Linked DNA regions of Mus musculus: region 2 is linked to region 1. The links are chromatin contacts, called in public promoter capture Hi-C maps. All regions are on one chromosome and are shown on one strand. Each heading gives the region's core, a stretch centred on a gene start, on an enhancer-like site or on the middle of the called end of the contact. The rest is flanking DNA. Distances are from core to core; before and after follow the strand shown.

Region 1 (7,391 bases), core at 661-3,160:
CTTGGGACCTTTGGAAGAGCAGTCAGTGCTCTTAACTGCTGAGCCATCTCACCAGCCCCTTATTGTTCCTTTTAATGACAGCCAATAACTATATTATAAAGAATACGGAAGTTTAATCTCCTCTGCAGAAGAATTGACTCCTTAGCTCAGAACAATGAAACATCTATCTTGGTGTTCAATTCAAGATTAGAAATAAATGTAACAACAGTGGAGTGTGGTGGCATATTTCTTTAATTCCAGCACTGCTGAGGCAGAGTCTGGCAGGTCTCTGCAAATCCAAAGCGAGGCTGGTTTAACCGTTACATGGTGACAATGTCTACAAAATAATTTTATTCCTATTAACAGAGCTAGGGCTGGAGAGATGGCTCCGTGGTTAAGAGCACCACCTACTTTTCCCCTGCATGTACGAGGCACCCTCTTGACTATCTGTAACTCTGGTTCCAGGGGATTTGATGCCCTCTTCTGGCCTCCGAAGGCACTGCACATAAGAGGTGTACAGACAAGCATGCAGGTAAACATCCATCTTTAAAAGCAAACAAACCCCAAGCCACCAAAATTAACAGTTAATTTCTACAACAGGAGAGGGGGTGAGAGAAAGTAAGAGGACGGGAAGGGCTGTAGTGCTTTCGGACATTATATAGCCCTTAAACTCTGGCAGCACAAGATGGCAACGTAAACATTCCATCAAGGAAGGGGGGGGCTCATGAGGCGCCACCCCTCTCAGAGGAGCGGTTGGCGGTTAATGGGGGGCGGGGGAGTCATTGTTTTTCTTCAGTGGTCTAGTCACTGCTGTGTTGCCCTAGTTCCAGTAAATATCATACAAATATCCTTAAATAAATCCAGTGACAAAAAAAGGCCGGAAAGAAAGGCGAGGAGCCCTGTCGAGAAGGGTTCAGCGGGGGATAGAGACCATGACCTGAATGCATTAATACATGAATGAAACGATCAATTAATTTAAGAATACCAAAAAGCTAAACTAAAAAGAACTCTTTTACTTTCGAAACAATAGCTACAAAACTGAGAGGGTTAAGATTCCCTAAAACAAAGTGGGCCTCGGTCATTCGAAGCTCTCCTCATTCTGTCAAACACGTTTTCTCGTTTCTAATTTCACTCCTTTCCGTTTTTCAACAACCAGGTCTACCTTCCCGCCCTTTCGGGTCTTCGTGCCAGCTAGCAATGGTTACAGACCGCCACTTTCTCTGCCTATCTTAATCCTTTGCGTTCTTTGCAAGGGAGTCAAGCTGACTTCGTCCGTTGACCAGTCCCTAGTCCAACGCTCGCCACGGTTTTTTTTTTTTTTTTTGGTGGGAAAAGTCGCAAAAACGGGGGGCGGTGGGATATCAGACAAAGAGGGCAGCGAGTTCTAAGGATTTTTAGAAGCGATTGCTCCTCTTCTCCGGGGCTCGCCTTCTCTAGCCTGCCCTTCACACTGCCCGGTCCCGCCAGTGTCCCCCGGCGCCCCGCCCCCGCGCTCACCATCCAAAGCGTCGTCCGGATCTTCCGCCAAGCCTTGCGCGTCCTGCTCCACTAGGGTCCCGAAGAACTCCGCTACCAACTCCTTCATCCGGACCACGCCCGCCGACAGGCTCTGGAGAGGGTCCGCGTCTCCCGACGCCTCACAGGACACTCGTAGCCGCTGCGGCTCCCCGTCACAACCGACGTACTCGCCCGAAAGCTCCATGGCGACCACTCAGCTTCAACAGCGCGCCTCGGAGAAACGCCACCCGGAAGCGGAAGCCAGCCTGCGGCCGGGGCGGGCGGGAGAGGCGAGGAGGAGGAGGAATGACTTCCGATTTCCCGAAATTGGCCCGCCCATTTTCTTCCGTGTCCTTCCTTAGGATTGGCTGTCTGGTGCTCGGGCTCCGCCTCCTCACGGGGCCCCGCCTTCTCGCGACGCCCCTGGCGGCGGCCACTTTTCCCGCCTCCTCCTGGGCCCACGCAGCGGAGCCCGGTGACAGTTGAGGATGGCCGGAGCCGAGAGCCCCACCGAGTGCCAGGCGGAGCTGGAGCCCGTGGTGTCGCTGGTGGACGTGCTCGAGGAAGACGAGGAGTTGGAGAATGAGGCGTGCGCCGTCCTGGGCGGCAGCGACTCGGAGAAGTGCTCCTACTCGCAGGTGCGCGCGGCCCGGCTGCTCCCGCCGTCCTGTCTGTTTCCCGCTGGCCGCGGCCGGGCCCACTCACGGCGGCCCTTTACTCTGTGCTTCTACAGCCCCGGCCCGGCTGCCATTTCATCCTCAGCTTGTCGCCACCAGGGCTGTCCCTCGGTTCCGCTGATGGTACACTGCAGGCTCCGGTCCTCCAGTTGTCGCCTCTTGGTGGCCTGCTTTTCACGAGGTTGTTCTCGTGATCTCTCAAACCCAGATATTCTTCGCTCCACTTCTCCCACCGCCCAAGAATCTTAATTAGGGACCAGATGGGGAAAAGTAAAGGGAAAGTGGGCCGGCTTTGAAAATCTTCCGGTGAGGTTCGGCTTCCGGACACTCCTGTAGTCTAGTTTAACTGCTAGCTGCCCCCACCTCACCCCCTTTCTGGTTAAATGAAGTTTCGTGTGTATGTGCTATGTGACATCCCCTCTCTCTGGGGACTGGAAAGCCAAGAGGAGAAAAGGATCTGTTTGGCATTTGTGGGACCTTTTGAACGAGAGAGTTTGAGGGGCTGAGATGTAGTGTTTAGTGACGCATACTGTACATTTAAGTACTAACGTGGAAAAGGGTGGGTAGGAAGGAAACTTAACAACAAGGATGAGAATTGGTGGAAGGAAACAGGCTAACTATGCCCATGGGTGGAGTGGGAGACTGGGGTAGGAGTGAAGGGACTTGGAGTTATGGTGTGGCGTGGACTGAAGTCATAATACTAGTTGTCTTCGTTGACCAAGTTGGGTTTGCACTGTAAAATTGTTGAATAAATCTTGTATCCCAGAAGTAGTCACAGCATGGTCGCTGGTATTTAAATTTGGAGGATCATTGTTAGGTTTCAAACCCTGGACTCTGCTGTTGTGCCTATTTAACATATCAAAGCCGATGGTGGCCTCCTGGTTCTCCCTGCCCTTCTGTCCCTTCCGGGACTCTCCTGGCAGACATACCCAATCCACTTTCCCAGACTTCTCCAGCCCAGGAGCCGGGCTACCCTTCCCCCAGCTTCCCTTCCCTAAATAATGCAGCCGTTTTGTTTATGCAGCTCTCTTGGGTCTCCTGGCTGTAGCACCTGGCTCCCCATCCCTATCCCCTACCCTTCCTTGCTCTTCTCCCAGGGCCCAGTTCAGAATCTTTAGCCTCTGGACTCTCCTAAAAGTCCTTGCCTCCGAGCTCTTCCTTTTATAGTAAACTTTTTCCTTCAACCTCCCAAGGAACAGGCATGTCCTTTCCTTTTTATTTCTCTTTTTCATTGTGACCATTAAACCACACACCCACCCCTTCATTGGAAGAAAGAAAGAAAGATCCTAAGTCTGTATGTAAGCTCTTTATTAATATACTTATTTTTATACAATACTAACTAAAATTGGGGGTAGGATCTTATGTCCCTCAGATCTGCCTTGAATTTTTGACTATCTTCACTTCCCAAGTGCTGCTGGTATTACAAGTGTGTACCACCATGCTTGGCTTAAAGTCTTGTTTCTGGTGAATTTTGTTTTTGTTTTTTGAGACAGTCAGATTGAGTGGTTCTAATTGGTCTGAAACTCACTATGTAGGCCAGGCTAACCTTGAACTCACAAGGATCCACCTCCCTCCCAAGTGCTAGGATTAAAGGCCTGGTCCTAAGTTTTTGTTTTTAAATAGTCATATCTCTATATAAGTATATCAATAATAATAATTATTTTCTTTTAGTTTTTTTGAGACGGAGTTTCTCTATGTAGCACTGGCTGTCCTGGAACTTAGAAATATGCCTCCCTCTGCCTCTCAAATGCTGGGATTAAAAGTGTGTACCACCACTACCACCTGGCAGTCTTTTGTTTTGTTAGATTTTCAAGTATTTGTGTGGCTATGTGCATGTGCGCACAGATGCTCTTGAGGGCAGAAGAATCTGATCCCCCTGGAACTGGAGTTGCAGGGGGTTGTGCGCTGCCAACACGGTACTAGGGACTCAATGCTAGTTCTCTGAGAGAGCAGTATGTGCGTTTAAGCTCTGGGCCATCTCTCTCTAACTCCAGGTTGATTTTAACAAGCTTGCTTACTGATGTGTGTGGGCACATGTACCACATAGCATATGCAGACAGGCATCAGGGAACAGCCTTATGGAAGCGGTTGTCCTCACCACCTCTGTATAGGTTCTGGAGGTGGACCGAAGGTTTCCGGGCTTACAGAGCCAGTGACTTTACCCACGGAGCTATCTCGCTGGCCCGGCAAATTCTTTAGTAAACTAGGAGCAGATTGAAATAGAATAGAAGTGTGTGTGGTAGTTCACTGGCAGGCTCAGTAAAGCATTTGCTGCACCAGTATGGACCTGTGCTCTGTCCCCTCTACCACGGCCCTGTGTGCTGAGAATCCCCTTACCAACACTTCTAAGTTTTGCTATTTTTCCTTCAACATTTTAAAACATTTGTCTCTGTTGAACACACTTGCCCTTTTTTATACTTCATTACTTGACAGTAAGTAGTGGGCATAATTATACTTCTAGATGCTTCCCCATACATCTCTCCCCAAATTAAAATGATTAATTTTTCTGTATGGTTGAATTATAAGAATTTCTAAAATAAGAAATGTGAGGGCTGGAGAGATGGCTCAGTGGTTAAGAGCATTGGCTGCTCTTCCAGAGGTCCTGAGTTCAATTCCCAGCAACCACATGATGGCTCTCAACCATCTGTAATGAGGTCCATGCCTTCCCTCTTCCGTTATGCAGGCATACGTGCAAATAGGGTACTCATATCCATAATATAAATAACTAAAACCTCTTTAAAAAAAGAAGAGAAATGTGAGCGAAGTGGTGGTGGCACACGGATTACCCAGCACTCAGGGGCCGAAGCAGCCAGATCTCTGAGCTAAGGCCAGCCTGGGCTACAGAGTGAGTTCCAGGACAGTCAGGGCTACACAGAGAACCCCTGTCTCGAAAAACCAAAAAAAAAAAAAAAAAAAAAAGGTGTATTAATCTTTTAAACCTGTAAACTGTAAACTCACCTTTATTTTCATGTGTTAAAATGATTAAACAGATCAAGTTATTCACAGATTTAAACTTCCTATTGCTATAAGAAAAAAATTTACATAAAGCTAAGCATCCGAATAGATCTGGGGCTTGAAATAGTGGTTTTGACCCTTTGTTGGTTAACTAGTCTTTCTGTTCTTCTTCCCTTTTGTTTTGGGCTGGTGTCTCAGGGCTCAGTGGGGAGACAAGCACTGTACGCCTGCAGCACCTGCACGCCAGAGGGAGAAGAGCCCGCAGGGATTTGTCTAGCTTGCAGTTACGAATGTCATGGAAGCCATAAACTGTTTGAACTATACACAAAAAGGTAATGCTTTTTCCTGAGTGTCTTCTGAATGTTTAGATTCTTTCGCAACCTCAATGGCTGCTTAATCTTGCTTTTTATTCAGAATAATTGTGTGTTGGTAAAAATTAATATGGGAGAGAATGGTTTTTCTATAGGCCTTTTAATTATGGAGACTGGCTCAAACTTCTCATCTTTTCATTATCTCATTTGTTTGTGTGTGTGAGTGATACAGATATTTGTTTTTTATGTGTTGTGATGTCCAGAATGGTAATTTGTATTTATCTGTTTTATTGTTGGAAAACTCCAACAAGAGACACGAACATCAGAAAGGCTGCCATTTAGAGTCTAGGAATGAGTCAGAGGGAGTTATGGTTGGTACTGAAAGAGTGATTAATTTCAAAAGAAGACGTAAATATATGTTCTTTTTTTTTTAATAGAAATTTTCGTTGTGATTGTGGAAACAGCAAGTTTAAAAACTTGGAATGCAAATTATTTCCTGTAAGTAAGCACTGTGATTACAAATGTACTTGGGAGCAGGGATGGAGAGGTGGCTCAGTAGCTAGGAGCACTGATTGCTCTTCCCAGTTCCAGCATCCACAGCTACCTGTAACTCCAGCTCCAGGGGACCCCACCTGCCCCATATAAATAAAAAGAAATCTTTTTTTTTTTTTAAGTGTACTTAATGAGCTGAGGTTGGTATTTACCAAAGTGTAAAAAAAAAACAAAACAAAACAAAAAACAAGAAACAAAACAACAACAACAAAAAAAAAACCCACCAAAATATTTTCCAAAACATTTTCTCTTGAGTATTTTCACTTTTATGTGGTTGGAAACACTAGATAATGTGTTGAGAGTCTACAATATAGATTATAGTTAATAGTCCAGGTCTGGGAGGAGATGCTCTTTAGGCTGATCTTTACCTGGGCCATGCTGAGGTTTCTAGAGCAAAGCATGGGGCTGAGTGAAGAGCTGTGCTAAGAACTTGTCTGCAAAACACAATCAAACAATGCTTTCACAGAAGCTGTAGGAAACTGCAGATGAAGGAAGAAGGATGGAGAACGCCATGTTCATCATTAATAATTGCTGAAACCTGTTTCCTCCTTTAAGTTTATGACTAATTTTTGATAATCACTTTTCCTCCTTTTGTACTCCAATAACCTGAAAGTCTTAGTATTCACTCCTGCATTTAAGGAAATGTCTGGGTTAGAGAGAGGGCTTGGCAGCTGAGGGCATGTACTGTGCTTCTGGAGGACAGCATCCAGCACCCAGTTGTGTAGAACTGTCTGTAGCTCCAGCTCCAAGGGAATCATTCCTTTCGCCTCTACAGGCGCCTACACTCAAGTGCCCAAACCAAAAGGAAGTGAAGTATGGTGGTGCTTGCTCACCTGTATTCTCAGAACTGCCGAGTCAGAAACAGGTGGATCTCAGAGATCAAGGTCACCCTGGATTCCAGCTAGAAATACACAGACCCTGTCTCAAAAACTGTTTTATTTTGTTTTTGTTTTTGTTTTTTTGAGACAGGGTTTCTCTGTATAGCCCTGGCTGTCCTGGAACTCACTTTGTAGACCAGGCTGGCCTCGAGCTCAGAAATCCGCCTGCCTCTGCCTCCCAAGGGCTGGGATTAAAGGCGTGCGCCACCATGCCCAGCTCGAAGACTCTTTTTAAAAGAGTGTATTGAAATCCTAGACAAGCTGGTCATACATATGATTTTTTTTTTGTTTTATTGTATGAGTATATAAATAAAATTTTCTCAGTTGCTACAAAGAAGATAGAGAAAATAAGGTATTTTTTTTCTGTTTTTGTCTCTGTAGCTTAAAAAATTATTTGTTGAGTAGTGACTTTTTTTTTGTTACTTGAAAGTTAATGACTAGCTTGTAGGAAGATACTTAGTGCGGGGATTTCTTAAATGTATAAGTTGCATGGTGCATGACCTAGTATTAGACAGTATAGGTACTGAAATTTATTCTCTTTC
Region 2 (7,022 bases), core at 735-3,234, 2.9 Mb after region 1:
TGTCAGGTCCTCTTGATCTCTTCAGCCCCTGCCCATTTTCCAGCCTCGGAATAAGACAGTTTGGCCACAGAAAAGAAAAATGTAGCCCATTCAAACTGTACTGGAGAGGCTAAGGTGAGAGCTTTGTCATGAGTTCCAGGCTACCCTGGGCTACACGACAAGTGTCTGGGCAGCTAGGACTACATAATAAACCTGGCCAAAAAAAAAAAAAAAAAAAAAAAAAAATCCCGTTTGCTGATAGGAAAGAACAGCAGCTCTCCCGAGGCATGGACTCTACTGTCCTTTTATGATAACTGAACTTGGGTTAACTACTATACCTGTCTTTCGGCAGACTGTGAAAGCCTAGGACTATTTTGGTATAAGGCAGGTCTTTCTGTTACTCAAACTAGAGCTGTCTAAACTAACTTGTGTGTGCTCTCTGGTTTAAGTCACCTAGTTTCGTTACAATTACCTTGTGTCATACCTCTTAATACAAGTTGTCAAGGAATTTCCATAATTTAAGCTTTTCGAAAAAAGAGTAGACTCGACAAACCCAAGGCCTTAAGTAAAATAGTAGGCATTTTAGCCCACTGATGCAAATACAACTGCTTCTGGCGAACTGAATATACTCAAAGTTCAGGTGAAGTCAACTCACAGCCTCTAGGAGGAAACAGGTTCTTTAAAAAAAGGCTGACGCTGCGGCTTCGGCTCCCGAGCTTTTGCAACATTTGCGTTTACGACCTGTCGATCTATCACGTGAAGCAAAAGGGCAAATCTAAACAGCACTACTGGGGCCATTCACAACCTCACGCAAGCAGAGCAGGCAAACTGGCAAGAGGGGCCTTCGCCTAACTTTCTTTCAGTGAATGAAGACAACCAACCCAGCAAACGCAAATATACCAGCATCCAGACCAAAATAAATAACTGGGGATTTCTGTCACCTCCTCTTCATCTTTAATTTTTCTTAACGTCATCCACAGAAATAGGGTTTGTTTGCCTAGGAACACCGCAGACACTCGCAGCCCAAGAGGCAAGGGTGGCCACGTACTTTCCTGGGCCTGCCTCACAAGCGCCCCCCCCCCCCCCCAACCAATGACTCGATTGTTTCGCCCCGTGTGTGCCTCCATTACACCGTTTAAGCCGGAGCACGTGATCTAGGAGCGCAAACTTGCTACACTTTACACACTTCCCTGAGCCGGGCCACACTTGAATCTAAACAATTCCCAAAGGAGAACCGAACGTGCCCGATGCTGGATGACAGTCGCTCAGGTCTCGCCCTGGGGAGAGCCAGTTCCTACCCCTGCTGGCTGACAGCAGCTTACCCATTTGTCCAAGGGGACCTGGGCAAGGGACCCGGTGCCCTGGTACAGATCCAGGCTCAGCTGCTCCAGGCTCAGCTTCTCCTGCAGGAAGTGGCCCAGGTACCTCTGTAGGAGGTAGCGACAGGCCCTCTTCTTGATGGATTCTGAAAATGGCCAAGGCATGGTGAGGGCTGGCGGCTCGAGGGAGCCGGGGCTGCACGCGGCGGCGACTCGGGGGATCCGACCTGGGCTCCAGGCAGCGGCAGCGCCTCAGGGTCGGCCCGGCGGCGTCCCCAAGCCGCGGTGGGGATCTAGGTTCGCGGTGGCCGCTGCATGTCGGTTCGGCGCCGCCGTCCCTCAGGGCAACCCCATGGCCCGCGTCGCGACGCTCGCACTAGGCCCGGCGGGGACTGGGCGCTGAGCAGAACCGGGCGCCCCAAGCCGGGAGCTTCCGAAGCGCTCCGTCGGTAGGGAGACAGAGGGACAGACAGAGAGGGCTGGCGGCTGAGGCGAGACAAGACTCCGACGCGGCGCGACTAATTTGTTGTCATCTACTGGGCGCGCTCCCGCCTGAGACACGCTCCTGGCGCGTTCGCGAGACCCAGACTCCCGGCACGTACTCGAGCAACGGGCACAAGCGGAAGTGACGCCATATTGCGGGGCTGGAAAGGCAGGAAAAAAAGAGTCCGGGCCGGAGCATTTCCGGTGGTGAATGGGCGGGGCAACTGCGGGGGCGGGGGTGGTGCCGGCGCCGCGATCCTGGCCCCAGCAGTCTCCGGACGAGGAAGGATAAGAACATGGGCGCTCGCAGGTGAGTGGGCGGGCTGGCTGCGGCCCGTGGAGCCTCACCTTGCAGTCGCGGCCGGGTGGTGGGCGCCGGCGGACGCCCGGACTAGGGCTGACGGAGGTCTGGGGGCGGGTCCGGCCTGGGCTGTCCTGCGGGAAGTGATGCGGGGATGCAGGGCGAGGACTGGAGACCCGGCGTTTCTGTCCGGGTTCTGACCGATGCCTATTGTCATCAGGTTGCCCCCCCCCCCACCCCCTTGCCGGCTTTGTTTGCAAAGCATCTAGTAGTTTGCCGTTTGCAGAGCGCCACGCCGACGACCAGGAAACTTGGGATCGGGGCGATTGCGGGCAGTACGGTTTCCTCTGTTAAATCCTGGCGCTTCCCGACCCGCTGAGGGGCTGCTGCCTCCTGGAAGACTTTGTGCTCTCCGCAGGCTCTGCGCAGCCCGATTTTTATCTTTTAGGGAGACAGTCTGTGAAGAGGCGCAGCTGGCTCCTTAGGAGGGCAGCCCCTAAAGGCCCGGAAGTCTGCTGTCCTGGGTTAGATTCCTGACACTTGACACTGGGCCACCTTGAACCTATGCTACCCTCTCTGAGCCTACATTGCCACCTCAGCCAGGTGTGAGCAGATTAATATCATAAACTCGAAAATTGAGGCAAATGAAATGACGTGTGCCGGGAAGGAACCTAAACCGAGTCCTGGATTGAGGAGACCGAATTAAGGAATTCTGGCCCGTGAATGGGGCATCCTCAAAATGGGTTCTTTTGGTTTAGTTGGATTGGGTTTTGAGACAGTCTCTCACTGGGTAGGTAGTTGAGGTTGACTTTGAACTTATGTGGCCCAGACTGCCCTAGAAATTAGGGTCTCCCAAATGCTGAAATGTCAGGCTTGCACCACCACACACCATTCGGAGTCTTTATGTGCTTTGTAAGAAAGGGCCTCTTATTTTTAAAAGATGATATTTTAGTTGGAGACTTGGAGGTAGAAAGATACATGAACGTCTGAGTTATTTTTCAGATAAGAACACCACCTGCAAGGCTTACCACATGCGTAATGCTTGGTAAGTACCAGGAATTTGAGGAGGGAAGACAGGAAGGAGTGTAGCCATCGCAAGGAATGATGGAACTTTTGCTCTGGGTGAAATAAAAAGAAATGCTACATAATCTGGCCTAAGACTGCTAACTACAGTGTTGCTAATAGTGGAATGTTGGGCTTAGAAGACCAAAGGTGAAAACAGCCAGGGCAGTGCTGAAGGACAGAGCAGTAATCCAAATTCTGTGGTTTGGCCTGGAGGAAAGCCCTGAAGACTAGAACCGGTTGGGTCTAGGCATATTTTGACACTAATAAGACATGCTTACCCGGCATCAGGTACACAGTTTTATCCCAGCACTAGAGAAACAGATGCAGATGGCTCTCTCCTTAAGTTGAAGGCCAGCCTGGTCTACATGGGGAGACCCTGGCTCAAAGAGACTCTGAACCTTACAAGTAAATAATGACAGTACTCTCTGTACTATAAACAGAGCTGGGTGGGAAGTCCCAGCAGGACCTTGTGTATCAGGCTTTAGGAGGTTTGAACTGGACTTTAGGCTCTGTTTGGTGACTGCTTGATATGGTTTCCTGAACACAGTATAAAATAGCACAAGCTGTCCAGAGGATGCCTGCATCTCCAGATACCGAAGGAAGAAAGTGAGACTCCCACAAAGCAAGCGTACTGCACCAAAAGTGTTAAGGGTGTTGCCTTGAACACTTATACTTTCTAGGAGAAATTTAGCATAGTTAAGAGTTGAGAACTGTCATCACACCTTTAGCGGAAGTGGGATTCAAACTCCCAAGTCACAGGGCTCTTTTAATGTTTATAAAAGGCGGGTTCCTAATGCAGAATGCTGGCACCTTAGCATTAATTGAATAAGATGAAGATAATTACCCAACCAAGTACAGTCAACTTTGTAAAAATTATAAAGGAATTCCCAGTGGCAGCTTGGTATATCCCAGAAACCAAGGACGTTGAGTCAAAATAATAATCCTAAACAGGAATTCCCACAGTCCATTGTGATCGTGTTGATTGTATTGAAGACTTAGCTGGGAGGGGCCGGTGGAGCACACCTGTAATCCCAGCACGTGGGAAGTCAAAGTGCAAGGATCAAGAGCTCCAGGTCATCCCTGGTTACAGATCAGGTTTGAAGCCTGGCTGGGTTGCCCTGATCCTGTCTCAACAGCAAAAGACCACATTCCAATGACATGGCTCAGCAGACAAAGTCACTGCTGCCTTGCCTGATAACCTGAGTTCAGTTCCCCAGGACCCACATGATAGGAGAGAGCCAAGCTCCCCCAGTTGTCCTCTGACCTCTGCATGAACACCATGGCATGTGCACACACACACACACACACACACACACACGTATATAGACGTAATATATATATATATATATGATTTCAAAAAGAGTCGTACATTGAGAACAGGAGCACAGTGTCGAGGCTGCCACGCCCCAGCAGAGGCCATCACTGCACCTGTGCACCTCTTAGGGTCTGGAGCTGCCTTTCTCCTTTGAAGGGATTTTCAAGCATGATGGGCCCAGCTTTCGGGAGGCAGAGGCACGAGGATGGCTCATTCAAGGAAGGCTACCCTCAGCTACATAATGAGACTTAATAAAGAAACAAGACAAAAGGGGGTTAGGGGACTGGAGAGATGGCTCAGTGGTTAAGAAAAGCACTGACTCCTCTTCTGACGGTCCTGAGTTCAAATCCCAGCAACCACATGGTGGCTCACAACCATCTGTAATGAGATCTGACGCCCTCTTCTGGTGTGTCTGAAGATAACTACAGTATACTTACATATAATAAAAAGAAAGAAGACCAAGGGGACTGAAGATCTGTCTCAGTGGTTAAGAGTACTTGCTGATCTCCAAAGAACCCAGATTAATCCATCGCTGCATCTGTGTCAGGTGGCTCAGATGGTTGTAACACCTGTTCCAGAGGTTCTGGCCTCTGGATTCAGAGGGCACCAGTACTTACATGCACATACCCACACACAAACACATATACACAAATAATTTAAAATAATAAAAGTAAACTTTGAGAACAAATAAGGCCGCACACCTTGCTTCATTGCACCCCATAGGCAGAGACTGGCTCGTTCTATATCATGAGTACCAGGCTAGCCAGGCTACATAATGAGATCAAAATGAACAACAAAACCTGAATATGGGGCTAGAGAGATAGCTCAGAGGTTAAGAACCACTGGCTGCTCTTCTAGAGGACCCAGGACTCAGCCTCCATTTGGCATTTCACAACATTCACATTTCACAACAGTCTGTAACTCGAGTCTGCAGGAATCCAACACCCTCTTCTGGCCTCTTCAGGAACATATGTGATAAACAGACATACATACAAGCAAGGCACCCGTATACATTAAGTAAATAAATTTCTTTTTAGTTTTTTTTTTTTTTTTTTTTTTTTTTTGGGGTTTTTTGGTTTTTCGAGACAGGGTTTCTCTGTATAGCCCTGGCTGTCCTGGAGCTCACTTTGTAGACCAGGCTGGCCTCGAACTCAGAAATCCGCCTGCCTCTGCCTCCCTAGTGCTGGGATTAAAGGCGTGCGCCACCACGCCCGGCTTCTTTTTAGTTTTTAAAAAACAAATTTATAGTGTGTGTGTGTGTGTGTGTGTGTGTGTGTGTGTGTGTGTGTCTCAAGCCTGGGACCTCATGCATACATTCAACACTTTGAGCTATATGCCCATCCCTAGGAACGTTTTGTTTTGTTTTGATACATTCTCATCACTATGGTTGATCTAGTGCTTGCAATGGGGCTCTAACTCTCCATGTGCCTTGTGCCTCTGAGTGCTAGGTTTATGAGCAGGTGCCCCAGTGCACCTGGCCCCAACATAGTTCTTGAACTTGCTAAACACTCTGCTCTGTTTACCCTGTCTAGGCCTGTCAGCACTAACAATAGCTTCACATGAGATAGAAGGAATGGGGACCATCTTGTCTGGGTCCCAGAGCACCCAACAGAGGTTCCTACCCGACTGGACTTCAGGAGAGCCCACTGAGCACTGCACACTGCCACTGGCGCGTGTTGAGAGAATTTTTCCAGATTTCTGTGTAAGATGAGCACAGGAGGCATTGAGCTACACCATCCCGGTGGCTGCCTGACAGTTGTGGTGTCGACTAAAAGGCCACACTTGCTTTGAAGGGAGTGTTTGGCATCCGGCCCTGTCAGGAGATACCTATCTGTTACTACATCTCTTCAGCTCCGCTGCTCTGGATTCCCGACGCAGCAAAGCAAAGTCTAGTAAAGTAAGAAGTAGGGAAGGAAATATCTGGTCGGCAGTATCTGATAATATCAGGAATCACAAAGTCACCAACGGACGGAGAAAGCGGGGCCCTGAGTCACCTCTGTGGGTGTCCTGAAGGTTCCTTTCTGGGCACCTCATGAAAACAAATGCAGTGTTTGAGAATAACACATGCACTTGAGGAGTTTCAGTGTTTGAGCTCGCTGTGGTGGAGCAGCAATGGAAGGCTTAAAGGGCAGTGGTGATATTCCCCTAAAATTATTATGTGCAGTGAGTATTTTACCCGCATGATGAATGTGCACTGTGTGTGCCTATTGTCATGTGGGTGATGAGACTCGAACCTGGGTCTTCTGGAAGAGCAAATCTTAGAATCTCACTTACAATGTCTGGTTTTGAAGCCTACAATGTCTCTACTTATAGTTTTGAAAACATCTCAGAATAGCACCCTGCATATCTTCACCCTAGCTTCTCCTTGGTCAATAAAACTCAATGCAGTTCCCTTGGCTTGTTTTCAGCACTGACGAACGTGTGTGTGTGTGTGTGTGTGTGTGTGTGTGTGTGTGTGTCATTGTTGAAGTACAGAGTGGCTTTACAGGGTATAGGTAAAACAGACAGTTGCCAGGCATGGTGGTGCACGCCTTTAATCCCAGCACTTGGGAGGCAGTGG

What was found. Promoter capture Hi-C pulls out the DNA fragments that hold promoters and counts their contacts.
Region 2: a contact with region 1 is called in a promoter capture Hi-C map of pre-B cells. The contact joins the promoter of Gskip here to the promoter of Ubr7 in region 1. A contact is called at or near these places in 1 of 39 promoter capture datasets (pre-B cells) and 2 of 115 datasets of contacts at active chromatin or transcription factors (stem cell-derived neural progenitor cells and thymic regulatory T cells).

The regions. Positions count from the first base shown.
Region 1 is chr12:102,756,065-102,763,455 of GRCm38.p6, forward strand. Ubr7 (ubiquitin protein ligase E3 component n-recognin 7 (putative)) reads left to right here and starts at 1,911. Exons shown (of 11, transcript NM_025666.2): 1 at 1,911-2,114; 2 at 5,307-5,440; 3 at 5,857-5,917. The coding sequence starts at 1,965. Gm20604 (predicted gene 20604) reads right to left here and starts at 1,746. Exons shown (of 2, transcript NM_001142939.1): 1 at 1,477-1,746. The coding sequence starts at 1,681. Gon7 (GON7 subunit of KEOPS complex) reads right to left here and starts at 1,746. Exons shown (of 2, transcript NM_001142938.1): 1 at 1,477-1,746. The coding sequence starts at 1,681.
Region 2 is chr12:105,683,368-105,690,389 of GRCm38.p6, forward strand. It overlaps Gskip (GSK3B interacting protein), which reads left to right and starts at 1,985. Exons shown (of 3, transcript NM_178613.3): 1 at 1,985-2,091. The coding sequence starts at 2,078. Atg2b (autophagy related 2B) reads right to left here and starts at 1,874. Exons shown (of 42, transcript NM_029654.4): 1 at 1,302-1,874. The coding sequence starts at 1,463.